Regions from separate parts of the Ovis aries genome. Here region 1 is linked to region 2. Evidence: chromatin contacts called from public Hi-C data. All regions are on one chromosome and are shown on one strand. The core of a region is the stretch at or near the end of the contact, and the rest is flanking DNA. Distances in the headings are between cores, read along the strand shown.

What was found. Hi-C and Micro-C count contacts between places; a contact is called where the count stands out from the background.
Region 1: a contact with region 2 is called in a Hi-C map of hypothalamus, with 6 times the contacts expected there. The contact joins two enhancer-like sites. A contact is called at or near these places in 2 of 16 Hi-C or Micro-C datasets (hypothalamus and tail adipose tissue).

What each region holds. Positions count from the first base shown.
Region 1 is chr4:32,006,202-32,008,901 of ARS-UI_Ramb_v3.0, reverse strand. All of the region lies in intron 6 of RAPGEF5 (Rap guanine nucleotide exchange factor 5), which reads left to right. Among named protein-coding and RNA genes, the nearest start is that of RAPGEF5, 140 kb to the left of the region's middle. Within about 2 kb of position 1,286, at least 12 of the 54 cell types and tissues checked have an H3K27ac peak or open chromatin away from gene starts, as enhancers often do. A contact at or near this core is called in hypothalamus, where this site is marked.
Region 2 is chr4:31,822,675-31,825,374 of ARS-UI_Ramb_v3.0, reverse strand. No RefSeq gene overlaps it. Among named protein-coding and RNA genes, the nearest start is that of CDCA7L, 170 kb to the right of the region's middle. Within about 2 kb of position 1,429, at least 9 of the 54 cell types and tissues checked have an H3K27ac peak or open chromatin away from gene starts, as enhancers often do. A contact at or near this core is called in hypothalamus, where this site is marked.

The DNA of each region.
Region 1 (2,700 bases), core at 37-2,536, 180 kb before region 2:
TAACCTATCTAAGGTCACACACGTGGTGTGTGGTGTGTCCCATGTCTGTCTGGCTCTCACACCTGCGCTTTTAACACCTGCTAGAGTGTGTGCCTAGGAGTTGTGGGGGTCATCCTTGCTTCCCTTCTGAGATGTGATAATCAGAAGCTATAAACATGTTAGACTGACTCTGAAATGGTTATGAATTCAGTGCCCCTGGCACCACCACTGTTCATAGAGGACCTTGCCATGGTAAAGCAAATTCAAATAGAATGCATCATTCGACTAAGTACGGAAAAAGTTCCTTAATGTAATATGCTTTTAACATAGGCCAGAAGTTTCCCAGGAAAATCAAGGAGCATTTCAATAAATTTTAAAAAGCTTTCTAAGAAAGAGTCGCATTAAGCTAGAGGTGGCTGTGACTTCCTGTGACTCCATAGACTGGCATTCTCTGGCAGCTCTGCTTAACCATTTCCTGTCCTGAACTTGGAAGTGTGTGCAGTCCTGATGGGTGTGCCCAGAGTGATGGGGGCATGAGGGGGTCTGCAGTAAACTTGCAAGCAGTCCTCATGGCTAGCTCCACTCCTTTCTCCGCTACTGAGGAGGCAGATTGGAATGCCAGTGAGAGGACCTTGTTACAGGGAAACCCTAAGTCTGCTGCAGGTTCTAAAAATGAGCCTATTTGAAAAAGTCTGGTTTCTAATATTAACTGCATATTACTTGCAGTCTCCTGTCGCTCCAATCACCGTGCCCAGTGCCATGCCTTTGGAGTTGACAGTCACTGTAGCGTGCCCTGTCAGCACATTCTTTTCCTCGTGATGTGATCGAGTACATATGGGAGTGGTAATTCCTCTGGGAAAATTGGCAGCGGGGAGCTATAGACCTGTTTAATCCCATATTATAAGTACAAACTATGAAAAGATAAAATTACTAAACCTACTGCAAGTCTCTTCTGCAGAGAATATATCTTTTTCTTTGTTTGTTTCTCTGTACTTGGGTTATAAGCAAACTTCTAAGCTCTGGTAAAATGTTTTGGGACAAATTTTTTAACCTAATCAAAAATTAGGTTATCCAGACTTGGAATCAACTATGGTCAGAGAAAAGGAAGGTGTCTGGGGGATATCATCCTCTTCCAGTTAGGTTGCCACAGCCCTTCCTAAGGTCCAGTGCGTATGATCCCATCATAGCTTCTGCTCCAGTGTGGTGATCTCCATTCACTGTAGCCTGAATCCCACAGCTGTTTATTCCCTCGTGTCCTTGTGAAGGTCTGCTCTTTCCTTGTCTGGTTGGGTTCTTCCCACCCCTCAAGGGGGAGCCCAAGTCCTGCCTTGACTGCAGAGCTTCCGTGATGTCTGCAGTCTGTGGCAGCCTGTGGAGTGCAGTGAGTGTGTCAGTCGCTCGGTCGTGTCCGACTCTCTGCGACTCCATGGACTGTAGCCCATAATGCCCGCTCTGGAATTCTCCAGGCAGGAATACTGGAGTGGGTTGCCATGCCCTTCTCCAGGGGATCTTCTCGACCCAGGGATCAAAGCTGAGTCTCCCACATTGTAAGCAGATTCATTCATTCATTGTTATCATCTGAGCCAACAGGGAAGCCCTCACTTTTAGTAATTTACTGCTCTTGCTGTTTGTATGAAAATTTTTTTTTCCATTCTTATATGTTATTCTTAGTCCTATGGTATCCATTCCACTATATTATCCATGCATTTTTACCTATTCTACTGAAATGCCCTCTAAAGTCCTCTTGACTCAGTAACTTACACTGTCTGTTCACAAGCTGAAAACCCAATTGTATGGTTCTTTTAATAACCTTTTTGATATCTGAAGGCTGCAAAGTTCTGCCTGTACAGTTCCACACTGGGGTTCCTGAATTTGCTGTCTTCTCTCTAATCCCTTTAACACTGTGAGGAAACTACCTCCTGTCCCTATGTAAATACAATTCTTTTCTTTAAGGATGCGTTTAAGAAAAAAAAAGAAATAGATTTTTTTTCCATTTAAAATAAAATGTTTAAATCTGGAAGGAAAATGGAACTATTGCAGGTTCTTAGGCGAATGTGAAGAAACAAAATTCATCTTCTATACAAAATAACTTTTACATCTAAGCTGAATAGATCATTTGAAAGAAGTGAGTGCATTGGTTGTTAAGGGTAATCTCTGGAGGAAGAAGGAACAATTGTGGTAACTTATTCAAAATGACGGAGAAGGCAATGGCACCCCACTCAAGTACTCTTGCCTAGGAACTCCCTTGGACAGAGGAGCCTGGGGGCTGCAGTCCGTGGAGTCGCTATGAGTCGGACATGACTGCGCAACTTCACTTTCACTTTCCACTTTCATGCATTGGAGAAGGAAATGGCAGCCCACTCCAATGTTCTTGCCTGGAGAATCCCAGGGATGAAGGAGCCTGGTGGGCTGCCGTCTATGGGGTCGCACAGAGTCGGACACGACTGAAGCGACCTAGCAGCAGCAGCAGCAGCAGCAGCATTCAAACTGAAAGCCAAATCAAGTCATCCAGAATGTATTTTTTTCTAACTCTTTTTCCTTGGTGTGGGAGGAGGAGAAGTGGGGGGTACGGGGTTAGGAATACTGAACTTGCAGTGTGGGGAAAGGCAGCCTAATAATTCCTTCAGGACGAGTAAGACATGTTTCTCTCTTAACACTGACTCGGATGATTTAGGCTGTGTGGGAACTTGGCTGTCTTCATTCAACCACCTGTGTTACAGC
Region 2 (2,700 bases), core at 180-2,679:
GCTCAGTCGTGTCCAACTCTCAGCAACCCCATGGACCACAGCCCACCAGGCTCCTCCGTCCATGGGATTCTCCAGGCAAGAGTACTGGAGTGGGGTGCCATTACCTCCTCCTCGCTTCACTTCAGCCAAGCTCAACCTTTCAGGCAAGCCCGCAAGCCAGAGGACTCTCCATTCTACCATCCCCATTACCCAGCGGGCACTCCGGCACTAGGCGGTGCTGTGCTCTCGCGGGGCTACGGCCGTGAACGTGAACGAGACGCACGATCCGCCCTGCACGCGCGCACCTGCCCGGGGTGAGGCCGCTGCTGGCAGGGCAGCTACTCGCCGCCCCTCCAAGGGACGCTCCAGCCTCAGCGCCGCGGGGGAGGCTGGCCGGGGCCCTCAGGCCTGCGTGGATTTCCTCCCCACTGGCTGTCTCCGCCGGCCCAGGTTTAGCCCTCAGGTAGGTGTCCCAGGCGCAGATGAAGGGCACAGTTCACGGCCCAGCGATGCTGCAGCGTCGGCGGGATTCGCAGCCTTGCGGGGCCAGCGCTGCCCGCTCCAGGACCCCGCGGATGACGGGAGTTGGCTGAAGAGCTCCGGGGGCTGTGGATTAGAGGTCGCTTCAGCCCCTTCCCAGTGTTGTGATGTCGGAGGAGCTGGAAGCGATTCCAGCACATTCCTGAATGCGTATAGCCAGGGTGAATCCAAGTCCCCTTTCCCAGAGCAGGTACCAGCTAGGCCACACCTGAGGTCTGTGCCAGCAGTTCAGAGGTCCCAGGGCCACCACGGTCACGTTCTTCCTCGAGGCCCTGAACGCTGTCCGCAATTCAGAGGAGACCTCCGGAGGCATTAGCTGAGGCCTGCTCAGAAATGACCCTCTCACTGCTAGGGGCGCAGAGAACCCTTGTCCTCCGCTCCACCCCACCTCTTCTCCCCAACAGTCCTGCCAGGGCTAAACTTTGGCCACTCCCAGATCCCACGAGGGCTAAGAATTTGCCTGACTCTCACAATGGCTGAGCGCCCTTGTTGCCCCAGCCATGTATAAGCTGCTGAACATTCCCAGGTGTGACTAGCCTGGTGCCCCAAATTGGGGTGGAGGGGGATGGAATGAAGGTATAAAGCTCGGTTTCCTTCTTTCCTCTTCTTTCCCATGAAAGAGCCTTGACGGCAGATTCAGCTGGAAAAGAAGGACAGGTCCCCTCAGTCACGCGCAGTGGCCCCAGTGGTCGCCGCTGGGCTCCTTTTGTTCTTCAACACCAACGGGGTTGGGGCCACAGATTCTCTGGAGAGTCCAGAGTCAAGATGTGGAGAGCAGCCAGCGGCCCTCCTGGAACCTGTGTTTCACATTATGCATTGAAATTCCCATTGGCCTGGGGCTGAGCTTACCCTGCAGAATCAACGAGGTCAGTAAAGGCAGGGGACAAAGCACAGACTCAGCCTGGAAGCCAGAAGACACCGTACAGATGGAGATAAACAGGCATTTCAGAGTAGCACAGGGCAGGGCTTGGGACGCTGCCCCTTCTCTGACTGGCAGTGCCTGGCCACTGGGTCTCCAAACAGTCCTTCCGTTTTGGAGATGCCAGCTTGTTTTGGACCCAAGGCTTGACTGTTTTGGGGTCGGAATGGGGAGGATTGACTGGATGACAAACGGCCTCTGGATGATAAATACGGCAGTTTGTATGTTTCATATTCTGGTACTCAGCCCTCCCCATGGGGAGACACTCTTTTTGTTTAAGTTTATTTTACTGAAGTAGAGTTGATTTACAATCTTGTGTTAATTTCTGCTATACAGCAATGTGATTTTCAGTGTTATACACACACACACACACACAGATTCTTTCTCATATTCTTTTCCGTTATGGTTTATCACAGGGCATTGAATATAGTTCCCTAAGCTCTACAGTAAGACCTGTTGTTTATCCCTTCTCTATATAATAGTTTGCATATGCTAATCCCAAACTCCCAGTCCATCCCTTCCCCACCCACCACCCCTTGGCAACCACAAGTCTATGTCTGAGTCCGTTTCTGTTTCACAGATATGTTCTTTTGGAAGCAGTCTTTTCATTTACCATTTAATCTTTAAAAAAAAAAAATTTATTTACCTTGTGCCGGATCTTAGTTGCTGCTCGTGGTCTTTCTCCCTAGTTGTGGGAGCCAGGGCTGCTACTACTCTTCATGGTGGCTTGTCGTGTTGCAAACTACGGGCTCCAGGTACCCAGGCTTCAGTGGTTACGTTCTTCAGACTCTAGAGTGCAGACTCAGTAGTTGTGGCGCACGGGCTTAGTTGCTGCGTGGCAGGTGGACTCTTTCAGGACCAGGGATTGAACCCATGTTCCCTTCAATAGCAGGTGGATTCTTATCCCCTCTACCACCAGGGGAGTCCCTGGAAACACTGTTTTTTGACAGAGTTACTTTTCCTTTAAGAAAAGTTCCCAATCTTAGGGTTTTTAAAATTATTCAAATTCTGGCAGTTCAGAGTTGCTTAGTGTCTTTGGGTAGGTGTTAAAGGACAGCTGGGTTTTCTCCCACTATTTTCTTTGCCCTTTGGTTTATTTCACTCAGTGTTCCAGTAGAAAGATCCTTGGAGTATGAATCAGGGAAACATGAATTCTGGTGCCTGCCCCACGTTCTTCTAGGAACTGTGGCCTTGGGCAAGTCATTTATCCTCACTGAGACCGTTCTCTTACATTCTGAGATGATGTAGAATCACAGGGAGGG